3 separate regions of the Mus musculus genome follow, and regions 2 and 3 are each linked to region 1. The links are chromatin contacts, called in public promoter capture Hi-C maps. All regions are on one chromosome and are shown on one strand. The core of a region is the stretch at or near the end of the contact, and the rest is flanking DNA. Distances in the headings are between cores, read along the strand shown.

Region 1 (3,994 bases), core at 1,010-3,509:
GGTACCTCCCCTCAACACCGCAAGATGAGGAACCTCAAGCTTGTCCCAAGTTCTGACTCCAAACTTCCCAGGCTGAGCCCCCTCCCCCCAGGCCACGTTGGTTCTAGGCCCCCATCAGGAGCGACAGACTGAATGGAGGAGGATATCGGCTTGGCGAAAGCCAATGCCAGTCCAGGTAACCTGAGGCAAGCCCAGCCTTTGCTCCTGCTCCCCTCCTCAGCTTCCCAAGTCTACCACGGGGCGGGGGGCACTGACACCTCGACAGCTGGGAAGCCAGGACCAGGCAGCAGCATCTGCAAGCCTGGGGGGCAGAAAGGCAAAGGGCTTGTCTAGAGAGTTGTGTACGGGGAGTAGAGAGAAGGGCTCCGGACATTTCAACAAAAATGAAGACGTGCAGACAAACAATGAGGAAAAAAAGAAAAGGTCCCAGAGACGGCTGTGGTGGCACTCACCTTATAGCACTCAGGAGGCAGAGGCAGGTGGATCTCCAAGTTTGAGGCCAGCCTGGTTCTACAGATGGAGTTCCAGGACAGCCAGGACTATGTAATAGAGTCCCTGTCTAAACACAAAAAGCAAAGACAGCTTAAATAATGTAAACACTGTAGCGTCGATGGACAGATAACAGGTAGAACAACCGTGACAGCCACAAATATGGAAGATGGTTTTGATCCCCTTAGTGCCGGGGGCAGCTTGTGGAATGTCTGCTGAACTTGTAGAAGGTTTTTGGGCGTTTTACAGCCTGAGCCTCAGTCTGGTCAGGCACCTCCTTACTGCACACTGGACCACTTCCTTATCAGTCAGAGATGATGACCTAATACTTAGAGTATAGGGACCCTCAAGTGACAAGAAGCTGCTCAATAATGTGCCTAAGGGCAAATCTGCCCTGATGACGTGTATATACAAACTAAGATGGCTACCCTGTGACTACGCCACGGAGAGCTCATAGGATGACCACCAGGTAGAAATGTTACCAGAGGCAGCACAGCACATGCTCAGAGAATTGCTCCCCAGTCGGAACTATGAAAAGGCTGCCCTCAACCCAGTCTCCCAGAACTTCCCCCACCATTCCAAACAGTGCCAGGGACTTCCTAAAATTCACCTGGTGCACATGAGTGCTCAAATCTCTCCACGGCTCTTTGGTACCTGTGGCATATGGAATATACATTTTTACCAGGTCACTCAGGTGAGGAAGGTAAGGGGTCTTTCCTGCTCAAAGTGAACAGCCTCCCCACCCAGAGTAGGTGCCTCCTCCAACTTCAGACTCTAGGGCCTTCTCGGCCAACTCTGGGACATTCAGGGCACTTTAAAGTTGGTCCAGCCCCTGTCGTTGATTTTCTCTTACACGTGTGACATGTCCAACACTAGTATGTATAGTCCTTGTGTTTCCTCACATCCTTCCACTGTCTACCATGTCCAGTTTCTGTGGCCTGGGAAGAACCACGACTTCCTGCATGCTATGCAGTCACTACCAACTGGATTACATCCCCCTAGAAACCTGCCTCTGCCTCCTGAGTGATGGGGTTAAAAGCATTGCCACCATGCCCGGCAGTAAGTGTCTGTCCTCTGCAGAGTCTTGTACTGTTCAACTCCAGAAAGCCCTCCAGAATTAGCTGTCACCTGCTTTGGCTCAGACTTTCCTGTTTGCCATCTGGCACAACGCTAGGCACATGACAGGTGTTTAATCAATACATGTGACAGGCGGGAATGCTTTGGTCAGTGGAGCGGATGGAGGCAGACTGGAGGAAAAGATGAAAGGGCGGGTTTTGCGCCTCTGGCTCTGCCCTGTCGAGCCAGATAAACCCCAAACATCTCCCCTCTGAGGGAAGGGGTCTCTCATTCAGGATGGGAGAGTCACGCTGTCCCCGGTTAACGGCCCACTTTCCCTGGGCCCTGAGCCACCGGATTCAGAGCAGAGTCACAGTCTTGCCCAGAGCAGGAGGTTCCTAAAAACTTGGAAGTGGCACAGGGACTCAGCCAGGCTGGCCGGGGTGGCCCCCGAGTAGCCTATCCCTGCGGTTTCCTTAACCCTGGCGAGGTCTCTCAAACTCTGGGGCCCCTCGCGGCCTCCCTGTCCCCGCTCCGCGCGCACCTGGCCTGCACGAACGCGACACCGGGGCCGCCCGCCGCTCCGAGGAGCTGCCGCCTCCGCGTCGCCGCCTCCATGGCCGCCACGCTCGGCCTCGCCTTCCGGGAGGAGAGACGGCTGCGCGGGCCGCGCGGAGCCTCGGCGCCCAACGCGGGGAAGGCTGGGCGGGAGAGAGGGAAGCGAGCGCGGGGCCCCAGGGCGGGCGGGAGGGGAGGGGAGGAGCTGGAGGCTGGAGGGGAGGAGGGAGGAGAGAAGCTGGAGGAAAGAGCAGGGGGAGAACTGGTGAAGGGAGGAGGATAGGGAGGGGCTTGGGGCAAGACCGGAGAGGAGGATGGAGTGTGGGGAGGAGGGAGGAGGAATGAGAGAGCGGAGGTGGAGGGAGACAGCTGGAGGGCGTGTTTTGTTTGAGAAGGAGGGGCCTAACTTATGTCCCAGAGGTCTTGGGTCTTAGTTGAATCTGCACTCCAGTGGGGAAGCCTGGCGTCTTGTTTGTTTGTTTGTTTGCTTGCTTTTGTTTTTTTCCTGGGTTCTCTGCATTTCTGCAGGAAGGAAGCCTTGCCTAGCCGGGCTTGAGGGTACTGGACGAAGGTGAACCGGGGACCTGGAATGACCAAGCTGTGAGGTCATCAGAAGACCCGGGGTCTTTGAGCCCTCCTTCCTCAGATTAAAGACTGCTCGATAAACTATCCACTGTGCTTTGATAGGTGAAGAGAATAGTGAATTCTCTCCTAGTTGGAGGACAACGAGGTGGTCCAGAATCCAGTCCTGGCGTTGGGGAAAGACACACACCCCTTCCTCATTCAATTGTGTTAAGAACCTCGTAAGTTCTGTGCAGGAACCTATGAGCCCTGTTCAGAAGCGCTTCTGTTCGTAGCTTCTGGTAATGGTGGAGGAAGTTCTGAGGGTTGTGTAGCCATAGAGGCAGTAAGGCCAAACAGGCATCACAGGAAGGATAGCTGACAGAGAAGTATGAACTGGAGACAGGAAAGAGCTCCAGGCAGAGGGAACGGCCAGAATTCCCCACACACCCACCCCTCCTCCTCCCACACCCTGTCCAGAGACTAGCTGGTATGGAGGAGTGGAAAGTTGTGTGAGAACCACGCTGCTCAGGGGAGTGAGAGACTGGCTGAGATGGGGGAGAGAGGGGTTTAGATTGGAGCCCCCAATCCCTGAGAACCTCAGGAAGGGCCCTGGCAAGAGACTGGCATATGTGTGCATTTCAGGCACAGCCCAGAGGCAGAACCAGAGATGGAGGAGGTGCAGCCTGTCGGGTACCAAGTTCTAATGAGGGTCCTGGACTGTATCAGTAAAGGGGGGTTGGGGGTGAGACATGCCCAGTGGTGTGGGAGCTATCTTCTTCGGATGCATGGCTGTAAGGGGAGAGGAGTTTAGATGTGACCAGGCGCTGCATCTAAGTGGGTGGAGCAAGCACAGGTAAATGAGACGTCATCTTTGGACCCACGAAGCTTTGGTTGGGTCAGGATGCTGTTGGACCCATGGGTGTGAAGCTCAGACGCCATGTCGGTCGGTAGGAGCCTGGCAGATAGATTGAGCCGCAGGAACATAGATGGCATCCAGAACCCAAGGAGACAATGTCCCAATGAGAAAAGAGAACAGAAGCCAAACATGAGAAGTATCTGCAAGGCACACTGTCTGGGGACCAGTGTCACAGAGGTCAGATAAATTGCTCGGCCTCTCCCAGACTCAGTTTACTCATCTGTAACAAAGGGTGAGCTATTTCATCTATAGCTTTGAGAAATGCATGAGCCTCTTGCAGACTATCTGGCTCTGTTGGGCTGGTTTTGTTGGAGAGCATGTATGCGTTCATGCACTTGTACATGTGTATGCGTGGTGTGGTGTGTGTGTGCACTCGTGTGTGGTGATTGTGTGATCTTGGAGATTGTGCAC
Region 2 (3,994 bases), core at 581-3,080, 2.2 Mb after region 1:
TAGTCAAACGGACAGACAGATCAGCTGTCACAGTTGGCCTGCTGAGAGCACTGCATCAAAGATTGTATCAGATAGATAATTGCTTCAGCTGCAACAAGCATGAACTAACGCCCGCATTCTCATGCAGCTCCACACTGCTGACTTGGCTGCCCAGTTCTTCCCCCAAGCTTCAGCTCAGCACCACATCTGTGTCCCTGCGAGCTTCCCTGTTTTTAGCATTCAAGACATTGCCTGAAAATGAGTTAGTGAAGAGAGGACAGGCTGAACACAGGCTTCAGAAGCAAAATACATGGGCCAAGGGTTGACTGTGATGACAATCAATGCTTAATTAATATGGTAAGTATTGTGCCTCAGACATTACTCCAAGTAACTAACTCTCTACAGCTCTGGAAAGGCTTTGGCTGAGATGCGATAACATCTTTCTATTACAGATGAGGAACCTGGGCATAGGAAGCATGCTTAATTATTGGCAGAACCATAACTGAAACCCATGAGTTGGCCACCAAGTTTATTCTTGTAACCACCATGATTTCATACCTTAGCTAACCTCCACACCCCACCCCCACACATAAAGATAAATATTTTAAAAAACATAATATGTAAGTCAGGGATCAGGAGAAACTATATTTGAGCTTATTGCTTTAAAAAAGGGACAGAACTTTATTGATGGTGCCAGAAAATGGGAAAAGGAATAACTATGGTTACTGCCGGGAACAGGTGAGCAGTCTCAAAAGAGAGGAATGCTGAGGAACCAAAAGATCAGCATTATGTCTATGAACTCTTCAGGACAGTGGTATTAATAGGATGGTAGGGAAAGGAGAAAAATCATGCAAGGATGTGTAAGTTGTGTTCATAATTTTGATCCAAAAATTATATGTTTACATTCCAAATGATGATAGAATATCACTAAAGGAAGGGTCTTAGGCATCCACCCAGATGTGGGAAGCAGGTTAGTATTACAGAAAGAATATTGTTCTGGTGACTGGAGGTATAATAAGAATTCCAGGCCATTGAAGAAGTTAATTTTTGGATGTGTCTCCTCACATAAAATGGATAGGTTTGGACTAGTTGAGAAATAAGGTTGCCTTCAGCCCTGTCATTCTATACAAGTCTCACAATTCAAAGTCAAAATGTCAGTTACAGACCACTTAACTTCTTGGCAACCTTTTCTCAGATTTAGAACTAAACATTCCTTCTGCACTGTCATAGAGCCACTGTTTAATCCACATAATGGTCATAGGGTGGAAGCTGGATTGTCCCAAAGAGGGCTTGGAAGTTTTTAAGAGAGCAAGTAGTGATAATTCGATGCAAGGAATATGTAATCAGTATTTGGGGGTGGGGTGGGGGCAGAAAGGTATGCAGTGAGGAGATGACTGGAAGTTTGTTTAGCTCGCCAGGAACATGAACTTGAAGGCAGCCAGTATCAGTCAAAAGAAGCTTAGGGAAGGGAAGGGGTTATTAGCAAGACTTGTCTTCAGTAGTAGCTTCACAGCTTTAGTCTTTTTTTTTTTTTTTTTTTGGACAGATCGATTGTCTGGCGCACTCCGTTCCTCTGCCCGCAGGGGCCTCAGGAAAGCTGGCTTCCCTTCACTATCTCCAGGTCGGATTGTATCCTTCCTTGTCTCGGCTTAGTGGAAGGGCCAAATTAAATGGGAAGGTTATGAGCACCTTCCTCCAGCTCTTCCCTGCGATCTTGCCAGGAAAACAGGCAGCAGCAGGCAGAGGGAATCAAACTTCCCGCGGGCAGTGTTGAGGCGGGTCCTAAAGAGGAAAGGACCGGAAGTCATGGTTGCCATAGCCACCGATGTGTCCTCCCTCTTCCTCGTCTTATCCTCCTCCGGATCCTCCCGCTGTTTTCAAGCGGCCTGGAAAAAAAAAAAAAATCCAGAACGAGGAAGTGCTGACGCACGGGGCCCCACAGATACTCCCCGAGGCTAGCCGCCCGGACGGCCCAAAGATCTAGGGCGAGGACCAGACCGGAAATGGTGGTTTCTATGGTAACCCCTGAGCGGGTTGCCTGGGAGATGACCCCTTTTGGTCTCTTTGAATCTTAGCTGTAGGATTACCTCGAAGGAGGATTGAACATCCTGGACTGTCTCCTGCCATGATTCCCGGAAAATATCGCTCCGTTTCTGGCCGAGCTGCAAATAACGTGAGTTGGGCCTTCCTGATTTTTCTTCCTTTCCGATAGTAGTCTTGTCCTCTCTGACTGGCGTCTTTGTCCTAGGTGATGGGCTGTATTACTGGGATCGGGGCGACTGAAGCTATTGTCTCATTGAGGCTAGGGTTTCCTGGGCTAGTCCAAAGCACTCTGAGAGTTTTTGAATATTGTATGATGGGTGTTTAAAATCTTGCCCAGGGCCCGAGCTCCCCAGAAGGTGGAGCTGGTTTGCTAGGCAAACACTGGGATTCCTTTAGTTATCCCCCACCCACTTCTTCCTTTTTTTCTATTGAGAAAGGAACCTGTTCTTAGACACTCCCACCTCCTTTATTCAAGCACTGACATCCTGACTGGCAACAGAAATGTCGGGGCTCCAAAGCCTGAGGTACAAGGTGGGTGAAATCCGTGCCTCCGACATTTTGAAAAATAAATTAATGAAAGCATTTGACTTGATTTTACTTGATTCCTAGACTTCAGAAAATGCTCATTTACCAGAAAAGGCAAAGAAAGATGGAATATTTGACTGTGTTCCATTTCTTATAATGTGTTTATACTATGGTGTGTATGCATTAAGAAATCATTTTATAATTTAACTTTTACATTTCAGGTGAACTGTGGACTTCATCTGGTTATTCAAACGTCGTCACTTTCTGACAAAAACAAAGTAAGATTTAAGCAGATTTGTATTTAAGTTGAAAATAAATGGTCAGATATTGTACACAAATACTTGTATATTTTATATATAGATTCTGACCTCGGGGCTGAGGGTCTCTTATTTTGGTTTTCAATGTAAAGCTGACTTTATTTTCTGTCTACTTTCATAAAGCCAAATCATCCCTCTTGTATCAATTTAGGTCATTCCATTACAAGAGCCCCTCCCCTTACATTTAAACATTTCTGGTGAAGGTATTTCTTAAAAGTGGTTGTATGGCATAATTTAATTAAGAAATGCTTTCTTCCTTAGACATAGGTAAAATGATGGTATCATTCTAATGGTAGCATCTCTGGAAGGATAAAATGGGACATTTTAGGAGGATTTCACTTTGTGATTCATTTTAAATCAGAAGAAAAACTAGCTTAGCAGAGGAAATGTTAGTGTTTTAATAACGTATTGAGTGTTAGATTCTTATTTTGTGTGTGTGTGTGTGTGTGTGTGTGTGTGTGTGTCTGTGCATCCGTCTCTGTGTCTCTCTGGAGGCCAGAGGAAGTTGTCAGATGCTCTGGAGGTGGTGTTACAGGCAGTTGTGACACCTGTCATGGGTACTAGGAACCCAACTCAGGTCCCATGGAAGAGCAGCAGTGGTCCTAACCACTGAACCCTCTTTCTACACCCAGACCATTTACTTGTAATATCTTGGTAATTTCCAAAGTCTCTGGCTTTTCATTTGGTTTTTGAGATACATTTTTTTTCTTTCTTTCCTGCCTCACTCACCTCAGCACTCACGCATGCCCACTCCCCTATGCTAGCCGTACACAATACACTTCTCCCCTTAAATAATGTGTATGCTCTCAACCGTCACAGTTCATTTGTTCCCTAAAACATTGTGAAGTGGACATCACTGGAAGGACTCTGTAGTATAAAGGCCGGAGTTTACAGACAGCAGCAAGAAGAGACTAAACGGAGGCCATAGGAGGTTTGAATGGGAGGGGCCACTGATTAACAGACTGCAGCTGACTAGTTACATTTGGATGTCAAAATAGCCAACCCTTCCCTGTGTGACTCCCCTGACCTCATCGTTTGATCATCTCCAATAACAGCTGAATTAATGAAAAAAATGTATTTATTAGAATCAGGCATAATGGACTGTATGTAAAACTTTCCTACCTGCCTTG
Region 3 (3,994 bases), core at 489-2,988, 2.1 Mb before region 1:
TTGCTACATACTAGCATTTTCCTAGGTCCATGCTGCCTAGGAAAAGTGAGTTCAGAACTGTATTAAATGAGGTCACTAAGGGCAAGGATCACAATAAGAGTTTGCTTCATATTGGGCAGTGGTGGCGCACACTTTTAATCCCAGCACTCGGGAGGCAGAGGCAGGCGGATTTCTGAGATCGAGGCCAGCCTGGTCTACAGGGTGAGTTCCAGGACAGTCAGGGCTACACAGAGAAACCCTGTCCCGAAAAACCAAAAAAAAAATAAAAAAATAATAAAATTTTAAAAAGACTTTGCTTCCTAATGTCTACTCAGGTTTACATCTGGCACACAGCAGGTGCTCATCAAAATCTCAACATAACCAATGAACTACCCCTAATACAACATACATTAATTCATTAGGAAAATACATTGTAAATTTTAACTCTGTACACAAAAATACACTTTCTTATTTAAGCAGAGCCACCAGGGAGTCCTGCACTTCTGCTCAGGTGCAGTTTATCCAGCTCTTGTGGGTCACATTTATGCACGGAAGCCTTTATGGTTTTTAAAGCTGATGATCACGCCCTCACCTCTTAAGAGATTGAGAAACAGTTTTCTGGATCAAGTACCAACAAGCACTTCCAGTCCATGAAATTGCTGCTAGCACTGCAATGGGTGACCGCAGCTGTCAGTCTGGCCTTCTCTGAAGACACCTGAGAAGCTGGCTCTTTCTCCTGACTGATGCATTTGTGTCAGGGCCCGAGTGCACTTCCTCAGCCGTGGCCGACTTGTGGCAATCCAATTTTGTTTTTGGGTTGTAAGCACTGGGATAAACGAAAGAATGGAACGTCCCTGAAGGCTGTTTCACTCAAGCAGTCTGGGCTTAGCCACAAAACTGAAAAATAAAAGATCTCTCATTAGTAGATAACACGATGTATTTCTCACTTGGGCTGACTCTGATCAAATTTCCCCACACCGCCCTCAGCCTTTCCAATTGGTACCATTTTACAATGTTTCAGATAACCAAGGGTTTTCTTTCTCCTGGACAGTCTACTCCTGATGATACATCCTCGCCACATGACTGCTCTAAAAGCCATCAATTACATTTATAGTTCTACTCTGAAGGGGATCATTAGCCCATTCATAGCAATTTGACGCTCAGGAATCTCTCAAAGCTCCACTTCAGTTTCTAAGTGCATACACGTCGGCTTTTCTGTCGCTCTGGCTTGCCCTACGAATTCCTCTAAATTCTCAGATGATTAATATCTGAATGGGTAGCCTGAAGTGCAGCAGAGTTCACTTAAGACTGCAACTGAAGAATAGACCTTTACCTTTAAAACGAGCCCAAAACATTTGTTGTATGGAACTCTCGGGGAAAGAGGGGACGGAAGTCTCAGGGTCCAGGGACGGAAGACTCTCAGGGGAGGAAGAAACACGGCCCCAAGCGCGGAATCCTGCTGCTTACAAGACCCGGGCCACACAGAGGGCAGGCCTGTCGCAGGCCCTGGAGCCAGCGCCCCTGAGACCGCCACCCTACGCGGGCCTCAGAGAAGGTCCGCCGCCCGCCCTGTGTTGTTCCTTCCACTCCTTCCCCTGTAACCCCAACCGCCATCGAAACACAGCCCTCAACAGGCACATTCCCTGACTTACCCGGAGCCCATCTCCAGCCTCTGTCCGTCCGCTTAAACCTTCCGTCCGCGCGCCATAGCCGGAACTTAAGGGCCGTGCGACATAAGGGAACCCGGAGGCAGCGAATAGCGTGGGCTGGGCGGGGCTTCCAGCCCACGGGCGCTGGGTTGTGGCTCTCCCGGGACGCTAGGGGGTGCTCCTCCTCTGTCTCTTGCCCACGGAGCCCCAATTTCCTCCCAGGCTGAGCCCTGCGGGGGGTTTCTGGCCCTTCCCCCTTTGTCTTACCCCATTCTGGGTGCCTCCCTCCATTTATCTCTGCTTTGCCTTTTTATTAACCTGTAGACCCCTGGCCAGTGTCTAACATTTCTGTCATTGCTTTTCTTCTTCAGAATTCTCAGTCACACCGACAGAACAGTAGGATGCTCTTCCTACTCTTAAAAAACTGTAATCCCCGGCTGAGTGCTCAGACTGTAAGCACCTGGCTGCCCTGAGTCTAAGTTGCATTGAGATCTTAGTACCACGTTATTTCCCTACCCTGACTTTGAGACCGGCAGAAGCGTGACTCAGTTATTGCTTTTGTGCCTGAGATGTGCTGAAGGTTTTGCTTTTAGGATTCCATGTAAGGCTTTGAGGGTCCCTGCCTGCTTCTCTCCACCAGGTGTCCCTAGCATAGCATATGCCTCAGGGAGTTCCTGGGCGGGGATGAGAGGGTGAGGTGGGCAAAAGGTGACTTGCTAACCCTGTGGGCTGTAGGGGCCTGGAGAATGTCAGTTAGTAGTAGGCCTCAACGGATGCTAACAGAACGCTGGGTAGTTATGGTTCAAAGACCAATACTTCACAACAGCAATTACAAGTGAGAACACAGAGCTCCCTGTAAAGTCTTAGGCATATGGCTTTCTTTAAGCTTATGGGTTGCAAGCGGGATAAGGAAGGGAAACTCTTAGAACTGACTTACCACAACTTGCTCCGTGGGAAAGTGTTTGTTGTTCTTTAATGTTTCCTCTTTCTATTAGAGGTGGCAGAGAAAGCCAACACTAGACTCTGGGGAACCAATATCAAGGCCGCATGGCCTGTAGACTTAGCTTTTGTTTGCTGCAGGACATCTTTCTCCAACCAGGCTAGTTTCAATATTTCAAAAGACCTTGCTATGTTTGAACAGTTATGGGGCTCTAGGTAAGTAAGAATATATAGCCTGATTACTTAGCCGTAATGGGAGAGATCTGGCCAAGACTATGCAGACAGAGGAGTTATCTGTCTAGTTGCTCTATTGTGGTGATGATTCAGCCATGGATTGCTGTTCTAGGCCAGCTTAGATACATGGTCTGGTTTATGACCTTAAAGACTAAACTTAAGTTAATTAGTTTGCTCATTTTTAATGATCTGATAGGTGTTCAGATTTGTTGTCGTCGTCCTCGTTCTGCTGAACAGCTGGCTTTTCGGTGACGTAGAAAGGAATAAGTCTTTTTTTTTTTTTTTTTCTTTTTTGGTTTGGTTTTTTGAGACAGGATTTCTCTGTGTAGTCCTGGCTGTCCTGGAACTCACTTTGTAGACCAGGCTGGCCTCGAACTCAGAAATTTGCCTGCCTCTCCCTCCCGAGTGCTGGGATTAAAGGCGTGTGCCACCACGCCCAGCAAGTCATTTTGTTAAAACTGATGATAAAAGACAGAACCATCGAGAGGGGACCTCATGATTGGCTCCAAATCAGAAGTTTGTTCAATGACGATAAAGTCAGAACATCAATGACAAGAGACAGAGTAATTCAAAGGAGATGGCTTTCAAGCCTTAACTTTCCCATCCAAAGGATCCCGTGTCCACATGTTCCCACACGTACTTTAAAGGAAACCAATAAATAACATCGCTTTGTAATATCTCACCTCTTATTTCCTGACTTAAAATAGTGAACTGCTGTGACACAGGCTTTGAAAAGGTGGAGTGGTTTGGCCATAGTGTGCTTGTAAAATGGAGGTTAGTGACAAATGTGAGCCCCTCTCAGGGGTTCACAGGGAGTTCTAGATACCCAGTTTTTGGGAGGCACTTGTTGAAAATGTAGTTTCTTTCCTGTGCCTCGTGAGCTGAACTGGAATTTTATGGCTTTTTGAATAAGTCCCCAAGATGAGATGTTTCATCTACAGACAGGAAGGGTAAGTAGTGAAGACAGAAAAAGTGCAAAGAAAGGAAGAGAGGGGGAGCCATGGGCTCATTTCCCTTTTCCACTCTTCCCCCGCTCTTACACACCAGTGCTGGCCCTTAGCCCTCATCATCCTTCCCGCTGCATCTAGCCTGGCCCTGACCAACTCTTTTTTTTTTTAAAAGAGGTTCTTGTTTTCTTGTTTTTTATTTATTTATTTATTATATGTAAATACACTGTAGCTGTCTTCAGACAC

What was found. Promoter capture Hi-C pulls out the DNA fragments that hold promoters and counts their contacts.
Region 2: a contact with region 1 is called in a promoter capture Hi-C map of pre-B cells, with 2.1 times the contacts expected there. The contact joins the promoter of Lrrc49 here to the promoter of Cln6 in region 1. A contact is called at or near these places in 1 of 39 promoter capture datasets (pre-B cells) and 1 of 115 datasets of contacts at active chromatin or transcription factors (astrocytes).
Region 3: a promoter capture Hi-C map of liver shows a contact between it and region 1, with 2.6 times the contacts expected there. The contact joins the promoter of Ints14 here to the promoter of Cln6 in region 1. A contact is called at or near these places in 2 of 39 promoter capture datasets (liver and pre-B cells).

The regions. Positions count from the first base shown.
Region 1 is chr9:62,837,050-62,841,043 of GRCm38.p6, reverse strand. Cln6 (ceroid-lipofuscinosis, neuronal 6) reads right to left here and starts at 2,259. Exons shown (of 7, transcript NM_001033175.3): 1 at 2,090-2,259. The coding sequence starts at 2,163.
Region 2 is chr9:60,685,970-60,689,963 of GRCm38.p6, reverse strand. Lrrc49 (leucine rich repeat containing 49) reads left to right here and starts at 1,830. Exons shown (of 17, transcript NM_145616.4): 1 at 1,830-2,152; 2 at 2,769-2,825. The coding sequence starts at 2,105.
Region 3 is chr9:64,958,576-64,962,569 of GRCm38.p6, reverse strand. Ints14 (integrator complex subunit 14) reads right to left here and starts at 1,738. Exons shown (of 13, transcript NM_001077631.2): 1 at 1,632-1,738; 2 at 572-876.